Regions from separate parts of the Mus musculus genome. Here all the other regions are linked to region 2. Evidence: chromatin contacts called from public promoter capture Hi-C data. All regions are on one chromosome and are shown on one strand. The core of a region is the stretch at or near the end of the contact, and the rest is flanking DNA. Distances in the headings are between cores, read along the strand shown. Region 1 overlaps Afap1l2 (actin filament associated protein 1-like 2). Region 2 overlaps Ccdc186 (coiled-coil domain containing 186). Region 3 has its middle 34 kb from the start of Gm32441.

Region 1 (4,502 bases), core at 1,927-4,426, 140 kb after region 2:
CTCTCCTATGCCACCTCTTTGTGTTCAGTGCTGCAACAGCCAGTGCAAGAGGCTGGAACCCCGTGGATACAGGAAGCTGTTCCGGTGGCCATGCCCTGCCCTTCCTCACCGGCAGGCAAGGTCTGCACACTTCACGCTGACCAAAGGATGAATGCTTTGCATGGCCGGTTCTCAGTGAGGTCATTTCCTGTGTCTTGTCACTCACTGCGCCTGCCTCTGCTTAAGAGCCCGAGGTGAGCTGTCACCAGATCACGAGTCAGCAGCAGCCTGTGGGCTATAGCAGTTAGACCCTCTGGGCCAGCCCCTCGGACATACCATTGATGGATCTGTCAAATGGCTCAGCCTCTTCATAGTAGCCCTCAGGGGACTCGATCTTTGGAACGGTGGGCTGTTTCCTCTCTGGAATCTGTAGCACAAACAAAGCCAACAGCTTCAGATGGAGCATACTGGGAGCAACTAGGGTTAACCTTTCATGCGGGGAGAGGGAGAACTCCAGGTTTTATGCTATGTGACCGGTGCTTATGGTCCTCTCGTGGGGTGTCATGGTGACGTCTTCCAGGATGGGTAGAGCCTGGCAGTGAGCTAGTTCCAAGCCTGCCGCTCTCAATTCTGAGTTTCTCTGGGGTTCTGAAGCTGCTTCAACCTTACCAGTTCTTCTGTCTGGTGGCACAGCCCACATCTGCCATACGACAAAAGAGACCAGCAAGGACTAGCTCCTTCATTAAGGATCACCCAGGGGGAGGCCTTTGCTGTAAAGAGCCACACCCAAATCTTCAAGAGAAGGAAAGCCTTCTCTCTTCCAGCCCCTCCGTATTCTGGACACTCACTCAGAACCAAACCAGATTCCTCACGGCTCAAACCTTGAGACCACTGTTCTCAGCTCCCTGTGGTCCCCAGTGGTGTCTGGGTACACAGGAGATTGAGAACCACAACCTCCACCACTGATCTCACTGCTTCTCACCCAGAAAAACACGGGCTGGTACTCCCCATCACAGACTGCGTTCTGCCTCTCCCGAGCAGTGTGCCTGGAGCACTCCAGCACCCCAGAGGCAAGGCAGAGACGAGCAGCCTGAGAGGACATGTGACCGTAGATGGTTGGGCTCACGGGGTGGTTTGAATAAGGAATGGCCCCTACAGACTCATGTGTTTGCATGCTTGACCTAGAGGAAGTGGTTCTATTAGGAGGTGTGGCCTCATTGGAGTGGGTATGGTCTTGTTGGAGAAGGTGTGGCCTTGCTGGAGAAGGTGTGGCCTTGTTGGAGTAAGTGTGGCCTCATTGGAGGAAGTATGTCACTGTGGAGGTGGGCTTTGAGATCTCATATATGCTCAAGCTATTCCCAGTGTGTCAGTCTCCTGTTGCCTACAGATCAAGTTGTAGAACTCTCAGCTCCTTCCCCAGTACCATGTCTGCCTGCACACCACCATGTTCCCAGCCATGACAGTCATGGACTAAACCTCTGAAAATATAAGCCAGCCCCAATTAAATGTTTTCCTTTATAAGAATTGCTGAGGTCATGGTGTCTCTTCACAGCAATAGAAACCCAAATACAATTTGTCTAGGCTGTAGTATTTAAAAAAAAAAGCAGAAACGTCTGTCACTTGCAAACACAGAGGGTTAAACTGTGCTGGGCAACATGAAGTGTTCGGTAAATGTCTGTATTTACTAGCCTAAAGAAAAAAATAGTCGGGGCCTAGCAAACACAGAGTGGATGATCACAGTCAGCTATTGGATGGGTCATACGGCCCCCATGGAGGAGCTAAAGAAAGTACCCAAGGAGCTAAAGGGAACTGCAACCCTATAGGTGGAACAACAATATGAACTAACCAGTGCCCCGGAGCTCTTGTCTCTAGCTGCATATGTATCAAAAGATAGCCTAGTCGGCCATCACTGGAAAGAGAGGCCATGTGGACTTGCAAACTTTATATGCCCCAGTACAGGGGAACACCAGGGCCAAAAAGGGGGAGTGGGTGGGTAGGGGATTGTGGGGGTGGGTATAGGGGACTTTTGGGATAGCATTGGAAATGTAAATGAGGAAAATATCTAATTAAAAAAAATGTTACAAAAAATATATAAAAACATCAAAGTCCCATGTGTATGTCCTATAATCCCAGACACAGCGACTTACCATTAGATACCGAAGGACAGAGATGCTAACGTCTTAGGACTAAGGAAGAAGAACCACTCTGTTCAGTATCAGCACCATAAGGTCCACTGTGTTAAGCACCAGCATCAAGATGCGAAGATTGTGATTGTCCTGGATGGTTTTACATCAACTTGACACAAGCTAGAGTTATCTGAGAGGAGGGACTCTCCGCTGAGACAATGCCTCCATAAGACCCCAGCTATATGGCATTTTCTTATTAGTGATCAGTGGGGGAGGCCCCAGCCCACTGTGAGTGGTGCTTTCCCTGGGCTGTTGGTTCTGGGTGCTGTAAGAAAGCAGGCTGAGCAAGCCATGATGAGCAAGCCCATAAGCAGCACCCCTCCATGGCCTCTGCATCAGCTCCTGCCTCCAGGTTCCTGCCCTGTTTAAGTTCCCATCCTGACTTCTTTCAATGGTGAACAGAAATATGGAAGTATAAGCCAAATAAATCCTTTCCTCCTCAACTTGCTTTCTGGTTCACAGTGTCTCTTCACAGCAACAGTAACCCGAAGACGGTAAAATCATTAACCAAAGATGCAGGAGACTGGATTTCAGTGCTGAAATAACCAGCTATCATCAGAGGGGGAGACAAGGAAGAAGCCACTGTGAGCTGCAGGGTTTACCAAGAGCCACAGTTCTGCTTGTTCTCCAAAGGGCCAGCCAGCAAATATTTTAGGAATCTGTGGCCCCTTGGGGTCTCTTATCTCAGCTACTCACTCCTAAGCTCCATGGTCCTAGATGACCCAAGGCAGTCATGCAAACTTCCCTGGGGAACAACCCACTGTGGAAAACTCTGGGGCCACACTGACCGCGAAAATGCCATGTCAGCTGCTTCCCTACCAGGAAGCTCCATTGAGATCAGTGCTAATGTCACGGTCAGGCCTCAGGAGGTGTGTGGGGGAGGGGTGGCGCTTGCCAAGATGGTACAGTGGCCAGCGGACATCTGCTTCTCTTGCAGTGACCGCAGCACCTGGCTGTGCAGCCTGCAGCCTGGAAAGACTTAAGCTGTGAGTCACTGTCCACACCCACAAGTTTGCTCCAGATCCTTGGCTGCCCTCCACGGCTGGATGGACCTGTTCTGACTGTGGGGACTACAGTAAGGACCTCGCCACCAGAGATGAGTTAGGGATGAGCTGACGAGCATCCCAAGGCCAGGACAAGGACCACCATCCTGGCCCAGACACAGGCATTAGGGGTCCAGCATTTGGGTGAAGGTTTCCCCATAGCACACTGATCATGTAGAGTCAGGAGAGGGAGGAGGGAATCTCTGTCTGAGGAAGGCTGGATGGAACTGCCATGAGGTCTTCCTGGGAGGCATAGGCAGCCATGACTCTTGTGTTTCCTCGTCCTGATCCACCTGACCCTGCTCCTCTGGAAACACTGGACTAAGACTTTTACTGCTTTGGGCAGAGTAGGAAGGCCTGAGGGGCCCGAGCATGGGCATGCATGTGCGGGTGGGGAAGAGAGGGCCTGGGGAGCAGAGACCACCCTTCCTCACACCACATCTGGAATCATTGGAGGGCAGTAGCGGGTGCCTAGGAAAAATCTTGGAAGGCCTTAGACATGTCATACCCTTCTAGCAAAGAAAGTCCATCTGGTAGAGGGAGGGCCCTGTACTGTAATGTCAGCTGGTGCTGCTGGAATGGTCCCCAGGCCTGGAGTCTGTCCACAGGACAATTACCACGCCTCGGAAAGGCTCCTGAGACTGAACTATTCCTGGGCGGTGACAATGTCTCCATCTCGAGCACCGACTTCCGCTCAGACAGGCCCGAGCCGCCCCATCACAGACAGAGTAGGAAGGATGAAGCAGGAGAGGACCACGTCTACCCTGCCCTTTGCCCTCATACGGAGACCCTTCAATCTTCATGCTGGGGAATGCCGTGAATCCCAGAGGCTTCGGGGTTCACTGGACTGGATTCTTTAGAACTATGACCAAAGCCCAGGCTCTCTGCTCTCTACACTGTGTTTATGAGACACAGATTTCTGGAATAGTTAAGACTCAGTGCCAGGAGAACTCTGCCTATTGAATATATCATCCCTCCTTGCGTTGACCCAGGAGTATCTGGCTTGGCAGGTGGCATTTCACATCAGCAAAATCACAGTGAGCTATGCCTAGGAGAGCTTATCGTAGAACCACACTGTTCTACCCAGAACCACCCACTGCTGCTGGTGACAGCCAGATAGGGGAGTGCCAGGAAAGTGTCTCTCCCAGACCCCCAAAGTACTGGGGTGAGAGTGAGGTGGGGAGGAGCTGGGAGGAGCAAAGTCCCCCACTCTGCTTAGGGCCAGCAAGAAGCCTGTGTTGACATCTGTCCTCTCTGCCTCCTGGACGTCCACTTAGGCCAGGCCTCTCTTAAC
Region 2 (4,826 bases), core at 1,896-4,395:
TCCTGCTGCCTTCAATGTCTTTCTGGAGGTCATTGATCAAAGAATTAAGGCTTTCCATTTCTTCTTTCAAATGTTCAATTTCTTGTTTACCACTACAAAACAAAGTTTATATTTAAGGAAAATTAAGTAAGCTATTAAAAATCATTACACTAACACTGTGGGAATGCTCACTTAAGGGAATATTTACTTGTAGTCATTCATCCATCCATGACATCATCATCGTCGGCTTCGTGTTACGGGAAGAGCTGTGAGGGTGAGTGAGAAAGGCTCATGTGGCAGGGCCCTGCTCTGAGAGCCTCTAGTGACCAGTGATGAGAATGAGCAGGCAGGGTGCCTAAGCTCAGGAAGAGTGACCACCGTCCCACACAAGGGCAGGCAGTACGCAGAACAGGCTTCTAAGCCAGGCTTGCATCTCACTGCTGGAGTTCTTTGCCTCAGTTGTACTTTGTGAAGACAGCCACAGTCAGAACTCAATGGGAACCTATGCTCTAAAAGGCCTTCCATTTACAAGGCTGGAGAGATGGCTCAGTGGTTAAGAGCACTGGCTACTCATTCAGAGGACCCAGGTTTGGTTTGCAGGCAAACATCCATACACACACTTTAAAAAAAAAAAAATAACTGACAAGAGATAAAGGAATAATCACGAAAGCTGAAGAAGGAAAAAGGCACTGGACCCCACAGCAGACGTGGAAAGAATAATCCAATTCAGACTAGAAGCATTTCTTGCACAATGGCAGTAGGGAATGGTTGTAGAAACCAGCAGCAGCTCAAAGCCCTTAATCACATGAGAGCAGAGAGAACGCTGGTCGCCCCAGAAGAGACACACCAGGAAGACAGAGGTCTAGAAAGGAGAGGTGGCTGGTCTCTGGCGTCCTTACTGAGGACGGTGATTGTGAGGGTGAGAACCTTTTTTCAGCAGCACTCGGGTGGCTGCCTGGAGATGGACAGCAAGGACAATAGAAGTTAACCCTGAGTCCAGGCTCTACTATATGACATCATGAACCAAGTTTAAACGATGCTGGGACATCACAGAATGACATTCGCTCTGACCTCAAGGCTCGCACACAAAGTTAAGGAGCCAGGTGCAGACTCACGCTTCCCATTTGAGGAGAGACTGTGAAGCCACAGAACAGATAAACCAAATCCACCCCACCTATGCATGGTTCCTGTCAGTGCTTATGAAATAGAAACTTTGATTTGACTTTTAGAAGCCGTGACAGGAGTTCAAAGACACAAACTGAAGAATTGTTAACTGGAAGAATTATGAGAATTGCTCCTGTTTGATACAGTATTGTACTCAGAGACACCATCTTAAACACCACTCATTTCATACCTTTGAAGCTGCTCATGTAACTGATCTGTGATTTTCACCTTGTCCAGTAAATTCTGAATTTCAGATTTCTGTCGATTGATAATTTCCCTGTACTTTGATAACTCATCTTCCGTTCTTAAGCGTTCATCTTCTAGACATTTCGCCTGTGAAATGATCACAGTCAAGCTAAGCACAGACCGCCGTGCTCCATATGAACTCTCTCAGACAGGGCAGACACAGGAGTAACCTGAGACAAGTGCTGCAGGAGCTGCTGTGAGGAGACAGGAAGCTGCTGTCCTTATCTCAACGACAACAACTCCCCTGTGTTCAACTGCAGTGAACACCTGACACAACAGGACAGACATGGCAGACACTCGGTACTGTGCTGTGGTCTCAAGTCATGGTGCCTGCACAAAACCCTACTTCTAGATAAGCGACTGGCACGTGGAGCCAGCGTGTAAGTCCTAAGAGGGAGATTACTCTGACCACAGATTATTCACTAACATTGTTAGAAACTACTATTAAATACAGTCAGAAGGAGTATTTTGGGTCTGCCAACGACATAAGGGTGCTGTAAGGTCCACCCATTCTGCCAACTGCTCTGCTGTCCTTAGCTCCAAAGCCCAGATGTTCCAGGTGCAGATGCTGAAGTGTGCCATGAGCAAGGATGCATGGCAAGCACTTCCAGTGACTAACATAACCTCAGCTCAGCAAGAGTCAGTGGCAGTGCAAATGCTAAAGAAAATGCTAGTCTTTTCCTAAGTTCTTTTATTTTGAAAGATTTCTAAGCATTGCTTTCTGAACACCTTAAAAAGCAGAGTAAACTAAGAGTGTTCATCCCACCTGAGTTAGGAGTGAGGAACTGCTTACCTTCGTTCTCAATGTCCGTAGCTCATCCATGCCCTCCTTAAATGTCCTCTTTAGATCTTCTAGCTCCTTTATTTTGGCATGATGCATCTGGAAGAGACACAGATCGCTGAGAGACACAGGCGCACTAGCAGTATCCTGCCTGGTTTTCCTAAGAAGGCCTTATCTGTGGACAGTCACGAATGCACCACTCCTCTTCCTGAGTCACAGCCCAGCCAATCAGGATGTATTAGAGAGTGCGGAAGAACTAAACTCACCTCCAGCTGGTCAGATTTCTCTTGCATTTGTTTTTCAAGTTCTCCTTTTGTAACTCTGAGCTTTGCATCAAGCTCATTTGACTTAATTTCTTCAGATTCCTAATGGAAAAACAATGAAAAACACTTTTACTTTGAAAATAAACAAAGCTTTGCTATCAAGTTTACTAGCTGTGCAATAGATTATGCAGCCAAAACTGGAGAAAGTATTGAAGGACTTTAAGTGTTAACAGAGCAGAAACAGGAACAGTGCACTTTGAGTGTATGACATAATCCAGTGTTTTCTACGACGTTTTGAAGGGAAAGTCTCTGATAAGATGAGTCATGTGGTGTGCCCATGGAAGCCAGAGCTAACACCAAGCCTCTTCCTCAAGTGCCCTTCACTTTATTTTTGAGACAGGATATCATATAACTTGAGCTGATTTGATTGACTTGGCTCGACTGGCTGGCCAGTGAGCTGCATGGACCCACCTCTCTCTTCACCCTGACAAAGCCAAGGTTAGGGGTTCACACTGCCACACTCAGCTTTTATGTGGGCGCTCAGGTTCTTATGCTTGCCCACTAGACCGTCTCCCCACTTGAACTGCAGGTACTACAGCACAGGAACTAACCTGTATTTTAACTGAGTGCTTCAGAAATGCACGTACACTGCACAGTGGCAGACTTGGAACGTGCATGAGCACAGAGCTCTGATAACGGACTTCTCACCAAGGAAGCCTACCTGATAGGTCTTTATCATGTCCTGACAGTTCTGCCGGATTTGCTCAGCTTCCTCCTTTGCCTGGGTTAGTTTTGTAGTTGTTTCTTTGAGTTTATCTTTGGTTTCCTACAATGACAACACGACAAAGACAACATCAGGCACAGCGAGGTGGAGGACAGTGAGAGCAAAGAGGTCCCCGCTTGTGGGGTTCAGTAACAGCAACAAGGAGGTGTGACCTTGTGGGTGGGCTTTGAGGTTTCAAAGCTCACCCTTTCTGATACCCAAGGACCCAGATGTACTCTCTCAGTCCTTCTACAGCACCACGTCTTCCTGAAGTCCACCATGCTTCCCACCATGACAACAATGGACTGAGTGATGTAGTCCCCAATTAAATGTTTTCCTTTATAAGAGCTGCTGTGGTCATAGTGTCTCTTCACAGCAATGAAAACCCTAACTAGGACACTGTTGTAGCACTAGACTAAGGGGATTAAGCAGGAGTCTAACAGTTTGCTTGTTTCTGACGGGGAAAATGGCTAACAGTGAGACTGATGGACAGTAAGTTAATCAGCAGTCTTCCCCAGAGTCCTCTAAATGACTTCAGCACTGAGAAAAGCAGTCTTCTACGGTTCTTTGCACATTGCAGAGAGTCTCTGGCTGTGGCTGTGATATCCATTTGAAACTCCCTTTTAACTGAACGACACTACTGAACATGGCCTCTGCTTTGAGACTGCTAAATGGCATTCTTCATGCAGGATTTTTAGGGATTTCCTCATCAAAACCTGTTGCTTTTCCCTCATTCTTATTTTTCACTCACCTGCTCTAGTCCTGACTGCCTGACTCTTCAACTGTCCCTTGCCAATTCCCACTGAAAACATACACACTTTCTTTTGTATAGTCTATCTTCCTTATTATTCCTTGCTTGCTTCCTGCTCTCTGGTGATCTCTCTCCCAGCTTCCTGACTGCAGATGCAACGTGATCAAGGCCCTCAAACTGTCAGTCATGCCTTTCCTGCTCTAGTGCAAAACTGTGAGTCAAAAAGACTTCCCTTCCTTATGGTACAGCGATGAGGAAAGTAATGACTGACACCTGCTGCTCCTGTGGAGATCCTTTGGGCTCCTGTGAGGCCTAGGCAGCAGCCTCTGCTCTGGGCAGCTCAGTGACCCTCTTTTGTTCTTATGCTTGGGCAGCGTAGCCTTTGTCTCTTCAACATCTGCCCTGCACCTAGGCTCCACACATTACTCCATATGCCATTTTAACAATAAACATCTTATAACTAGCACTTATCTACCTTGAGGTACTGGTCTTTGATAGTCAGGGGCCAGTATCACTTAAAATATAGCAACACAATAACCAGAATACTTTTCCACAGAGCCTTAGACAAAGTATAAACAACCGTGGTTCTGCATCCTCACTCCTGTGACTAAGACACAACTGACATATATAGTTCTGGTCCATTTCAACACCCTAAATCCAGCAAGTGAGAGTGCCAGATAACACTGAACATTTGAATAAATGAAAACAAATCCCATTGTGTCAGGTTAAGGATGCTTACTGTCTATATTCTACCTATCAGCTGACCACTTACAGAGCTCACCGGATGACCTCAGTTGTCAGGCCACACCTTCCACCTTGTTGCCGATGCAAGCACCAGGCTAGTCAGTCTACAAATTTCTGGAGATTCTCCTGTATAGG
Region 3 (4,605 bases), core at 1,749-4,248, 170 kb before region 2:
TTGCGATTTGCCCGTTTTGAGGGGTGGCCACCACGGTATTTGCTGAAGGCTGTCCTGGGTTCTGCCTCTTATTCTTACTCATTCCCCTCTCCATCTTTGTCTAGAACAGATTTCCTGATGCCCCAGCCTGTCCTGTCCCTCCTTTTATGACTTATGAGTCTTTGGCTAGGCATCCCCATACCCCTGTACCAGCTTGGGCCAGAGTGAAGGGACACATGGTTCTAATTTTGAATGGCTGTGTGTATGCAGATCCCCCAGCTAATGTCCCAGTGGGATAGGGGGGACACTAGACAGAACACCTCTATCTATAGCTCCCCTCATAGTCTCAGCTAGATCTCCTGTGCTCCCAGACTTCCCCTTCAGCCTGGCTCTGGAACAAGGCTACCCTGTCTTGCCCAAATACAGAGGCTTAGCTAGATTTAAGCTTTGTGGCTGCTACACGCTCACAAACACAGCAACACGTGCATGGTTGTCCAGGCTGTTGGTGTGAGAGACACATGGGACAGACTAACAAACTTCATCCTTATGAAAAAAAAAAAAGAGGCTGCTGGGACTCAAAAGTAAATGTGATCATCTACTTATATATTTAAAGCAACTTTGAATGGGAATTGAAATGTACCGACTCATTCCAGAAAGATAAAATTTTGAAAATCTTTACACGTTGATGGGTCATCCTGACACCACTTATAATGCCACCAAAATTTGGAAGCTCGTTGGCCAGAGCAAGACAGACTTCTGAGGACCTTTTTTTTTTCCCTTGAAGCACGAGTGTGTTTCTTGTTAAAAGCTCTAAATCTGGTAGCACAATGAATAGCCTCCGTTTCTATTTAAGTTTTGTTGATCAAAAAAAAAAAAAAAACCCAAAAAACTGTGGGTTCCTGGTTTGTCCCCTTGACAATTTTCAAGAGCACGTGCCTTTGTTATCCAGCACTCTGCTGAACCTCACCCAGCCTTCATCCCATGCCCGGAACTCAGGCTCTCTCCTGGAGCCCTGAGAAAGGTCACCCAGGGAGTGCAGTGGGAATAAGCTGACGAACCCTGGCTGGACAGGGGCAGACTGAGCAGGACCAGAACACTCAGGCCCCCAGAGGCCCTGCAAGATGAAAGCGCTCTCTCTCTGCTGACTTTGTGGCAGGATCCACGCACAGAGTTGGGATGTGGTTGGATTCATGTGCAATGATACCCAACGTGACTGTCCCCACAAGGAACTGTTGGAGAAGCAGGGCAGCAAGAGAGAGAAGTGGAAAGAAGCAGGCAGAGGTGTGACCCTGGAACACAATTATACTTCATGGTGTTTCAATGGCCCCTGTCTTGAGGAATCTCACATGAGGACCAGGTAGAGGCCCTATTAGTGGTAATGTTTCTGGGAAACAGACTTCAGAATAGGCTGTTGGTGTTTTATTTTGTTTTGATTTGCAGTGTAGTGTGTGTGTGTGTGTGTGTGTGTGTGTGTGTGTGTGTGTGAGACAGAAAGAGAGAGAGAGAGAATTTATGCACATACTTTGGTGGTCAGAGGACAGCTTTGGGTGTGACTTCTCCTGCCCACAGTTCCCCACTCACTTCCAAGGAACTCTCTGTGAGCAAACAGCATTCCTTCTCCAGCCTCTGGGCAGGTCTTAGCGGGTGCCTCCACTACCCAGGCCCTCTGACCTCCTTAGAAAGTTATTATGCAGCCGTGTAGGTTATACCTCAATAAGACTACATTTTTTTCCAGGTGTCTCTTTTTGTAAAGACCTAATATTTAGAACTGGATTCCTACCAGATGGCACATTCATTTAGTGTATCTCCCATCATGCTTGACACGACAGGACTCAACATTTCTGGTCCTCAAGACCTGGGCATAATGGCACTAGAATGACAGAGGCAGGAGGATGACCATTTGGAACTAGCCTGAAATATATAGAGAGACTGTCTTAGGGTGTTCATTGCAGCGATGAAGCACTGCAGCCAAAAGCAGGCTAAGAAGGAAACGGTTTATTTGGCTTCTATTTCCACACTGAAGTCCATCATTGAAGGAAGTCAAGACTGGAACTCAAACAGGTCAGGAACCTGGGGGCAGGAGATGAAGCAGAGGCCGTGGAGGGATGCTGCTTACTGGCTTGTTCCTCATGGTTTGCTCAGCCTGCTTTCTCATAGAACCCAGGACCACCAACCCAGGGACGATGAGACCCACAGTGGGCTGGGCCCTTCCCCATCAATCACTAATTAAGAAAATGCCTTAAAGCTGGATCTTATGGAGGCATTTTCTTTAACTGAGGTTTGCTCCTCTCAGATGCCTTTAGCTTGTGTCAAGTTGATGTACAAACCAAGCAGTGCCTCTTCAGTGGCCTTGGATACGATCCAATGCACAACCCTCTCTCAGAAACCTCCACTTGCAACACCCACCAACAGACAGCGACATCTCAACAGCAAAGCAAGCACACAGGCACGACGCAAGTTTGGAGAACTGGAGGCCAGCTGCCAGGCAGAGACACAGTCTGTTCCCAGCTTGTCTTTCAATCTCACTGTGCAGCTTGGGGCACAACTCTCTGACTTTGGCACCTTCCTCCTCTTGGACAGGGAGGTCACTAGGCCTCTTCTAGTTTCCTTGGTCCTTCTAGGCCTCAACCCTTAGAAAAACGCAAGAAGGACTGAGTGTCTGCGTTCCTGGGCTTCCTTGATCTAAAATGCAGCCCTGGCAGCCGGAGGAAACCAGGAGCAGACCTCTGCAAGAAAGGGCGAGCAAGCTCCCTTGGACTGGAGCTGACCCCGAGCGTGAGGAACACTTGCTGAACCCTTTGAAGCTGGGGCTGTCCTTCGGGTGGGGCAGGAGTCCGGCTGGGAAGGATTTTTCTTATTGGCAAGCATTTCCTTTTCTCTGGCATCCCTTTTCCCCAGGAATTCCCTTTAGCTAAAAGAGAAAGCAAACAAAAGCCACCCTCTCCACAGACAGGAGCCTTTTCTCTGACTGCGAGGTCCTGATAAGAGAACCCGTCTGCCAATGGCTGCATCCTGTTCCAGAACCCTGTAGCTGCCTCTGCCAGGCAAAGCCTCTTTGGCCCGTGATTAATGGGCAGCCGCGGGTGGGGTGCAGTGTGCTGGACAGCCTTCAGGTAGTGGCTACAAGGTCAATGGTAGGTGAAGTTCTGGAATAGTACGAGAAGTCAAACCACCAGGCAAGTCTGTAAACTTGTCCAGCCGTGACTAGTTTATGTTTATGTCTCAGCCAATTACCCCCCCCCCCCCAAGCTTAGGCCTATCTCCCCCTCCCCCTTTTAGGCCTACCCCCATCCCTACACCCCCTGGTTAGTCACCAAAATTGTAACAGCTTCCAGATATGGCTAAGCTGTGGGACCATCTGAGGGAGTCCGAGGATAGCTATGAACTACTATTTAGAGGCCAGAGGCTGTCGTCAGGCCGCTTCCTCTGTCATTCTTCACCTACGTTTTGAGGCAGAGTCTCTCACTAAACATGAAGCTCATGAGTTTGGCTAGGCTGGCTAGCCGGCCATGAGCTCAGACAGTCCCCCTGTCTCCTCTCCCAGCACCGAGGTTACAGCGCTAGCCACCTCATCTAGGGATAGGAACTCAAGTTCCTGCTCTCGTTACCCACTGCTCCATCCCTTCAGCCACCCAGGGCATCCTCTCTATTCTAAGGGACATCTGCTTTGGCGGAGATCTAGCTGAGATAAGTTCTGCTATGGAGAATTCTCACATTCAACACAGAAGCCACTTGCCACATGTGGTTAGGTAGCATGCACCTGAATGTGGTCAACCCAAACTAAGACAGGAGAGAGATGCAAAATATGCCCTGCGCCTTAACGACTTAAAGTGACCCTCCTTCCCAGCAAGTAAAAGAACCCACTAATCATCTTTACACTGATACAGAAATATTAAATGTCAAGATGCCGTAGCATCTCCCTTATAAACCTTAGTTCAGACGTTATCAACACGGTGCCTGGAACCCATTGATCAGCAGCTGTGTTAGGTATAGCCCTGGTGGGAGCATTTAGGAAGGGCATATACTCCCATGTTTTGCCATAGCTTGATACTCAAGAGAGATTTTTTTCAGAGTAGAACTTGGGACACCAGCATCAATCCTCACTAGTAACTACAGGGCTTTGAGAAGCCTAGTTCCCTGGATTGGAGTTTTAGCATCCACAAAGTGGCTCAGAGTCCTTCCATCTTTTGTAGTGAACTTCAACAGTTCCCACATTCTGCATTACCTCTACCATGATACAAGCTTCCTGATTTGTATCATAATTAAAAAACAATAGGGTTAGCAGGATGCTGCCGTGGGTAAAGGTACTTGTCGTCGGGTCTGACATGTTGGAAGGAGAGAATCAATTCTTGCAGGCTGTCCTCTGACCTCCACATGCACACCATGGCACACAAATACATAAATACGGGCAATTAAAATAAAAAGAAACAATAAAAAGTTGAGGGTTTTTGTAATAAATTGTCCAAAAACTGTAAAGGAGTTTTCTGGCTGACGAACCCTTTCCTTCTCTCAATTTTGGCACTATGATATCTAAGGAGCAAAGGTCCCTCACATATACTGAATTATCTTATAGTAAAAGTTGCATCTGGTCCATGAACTCCAGCATAGCTACTTGACAGTGTCTCT

Evidence for each region. Capture Hi-C pulls out chosen DNA fragments and counts their contacts.
Region 1: a contact with region 2 is called in a promoter capture Hi-C map of adipose tissue. The contact joins two enhancer-like sites. A contact is called at or near these places in 2 of 484 Hi-C or Micro-C datasets (both in embryonic stem cells), 1 of 115 datasets of contacts at active chromatin or transcription factors (pancreatic cancer cells) and 3 of 9 other capture datasets (adipose tissue, embryonic stem cells and pancreatic islet).
Region 3: a contact with region 2 is called in a promoter capture Hi-C map of adipose tissue. The contact joins two enhancer-like sites. A contact is called at or near these places in 1 of 39 promoter capture datasets (macrophages), 1 of 15 datasets of contacts at CTCF or cohesin (the NIH/3T3 cell line), 1 of 115 datasets of contacts at active chromatin or transcription factors (pancreatic cancer cells) and 3 of 9 other capture datasets (adipose tissue, liver and pancreatic islet).

What each region holds. Positions count from the first base shown.
Region 1 is chr19:56,936,920-56,941,421 of GRCm38.p6, forward strand. It overlaps Afap1l2 (actin filament associated protein 1-like 2), which reads right to left. Exons shown (of 19, transcript NM_001177797.1): 5 at 316-406. Among named protein-coding and RNA genes, the nearest start is that of Gm38597, 39 kb to the right of the region's middle. Within about 2 kb of position 3,177, at least 60 of the 459 cell types and tissues checked have an H3K27ac peak or open chromatin away from gene starts, as enhancers often do. A contact at or near this core is called in adipose tissue, where this site is marked.
Region 2 is chr19:56,798,731-56,803,556 of GRCm38.p6, forward strand. It overlaps Ccdc186 (coiled-coil domain containing 186), which reads right to left. Exons shown (of 16, transcript NM_170757.2): 7 at 3,155-3,259; 8 at 2,437-2,535; 9 at 2,183-2,269; 10 at 1,334-1,476; 11 at 1-92. Among named protein-coding and RNA genes, the nearest start is that of Ccdc186, 21 kb to the right of the region's middle. Within about 2 kb of position 3,146, at least 51 of the 459 cell types and tissues checked have an H3K27ac peak or open chromatin away from gene starts, as enhancers often do. A contact at or near this core is called in adipose tissue, where this site is marked.
Region 3 is chr19:56,628,798-56,633,402 of GRCm38.p6, forward strand. No RefSeq gene overlaps it. Among named protein-coding and RNA genes, the nearest start is that of Gm32441, 34 kb to the right of the region's middle. Within about 2 kb of position 2,999, at least 25 of the 459 cell types and tissues checked have an H3K27ac peak or open chromatin away from gene starts, as enhancers often do. A contact at or near this core is called in adipose tissue, where this site is marked.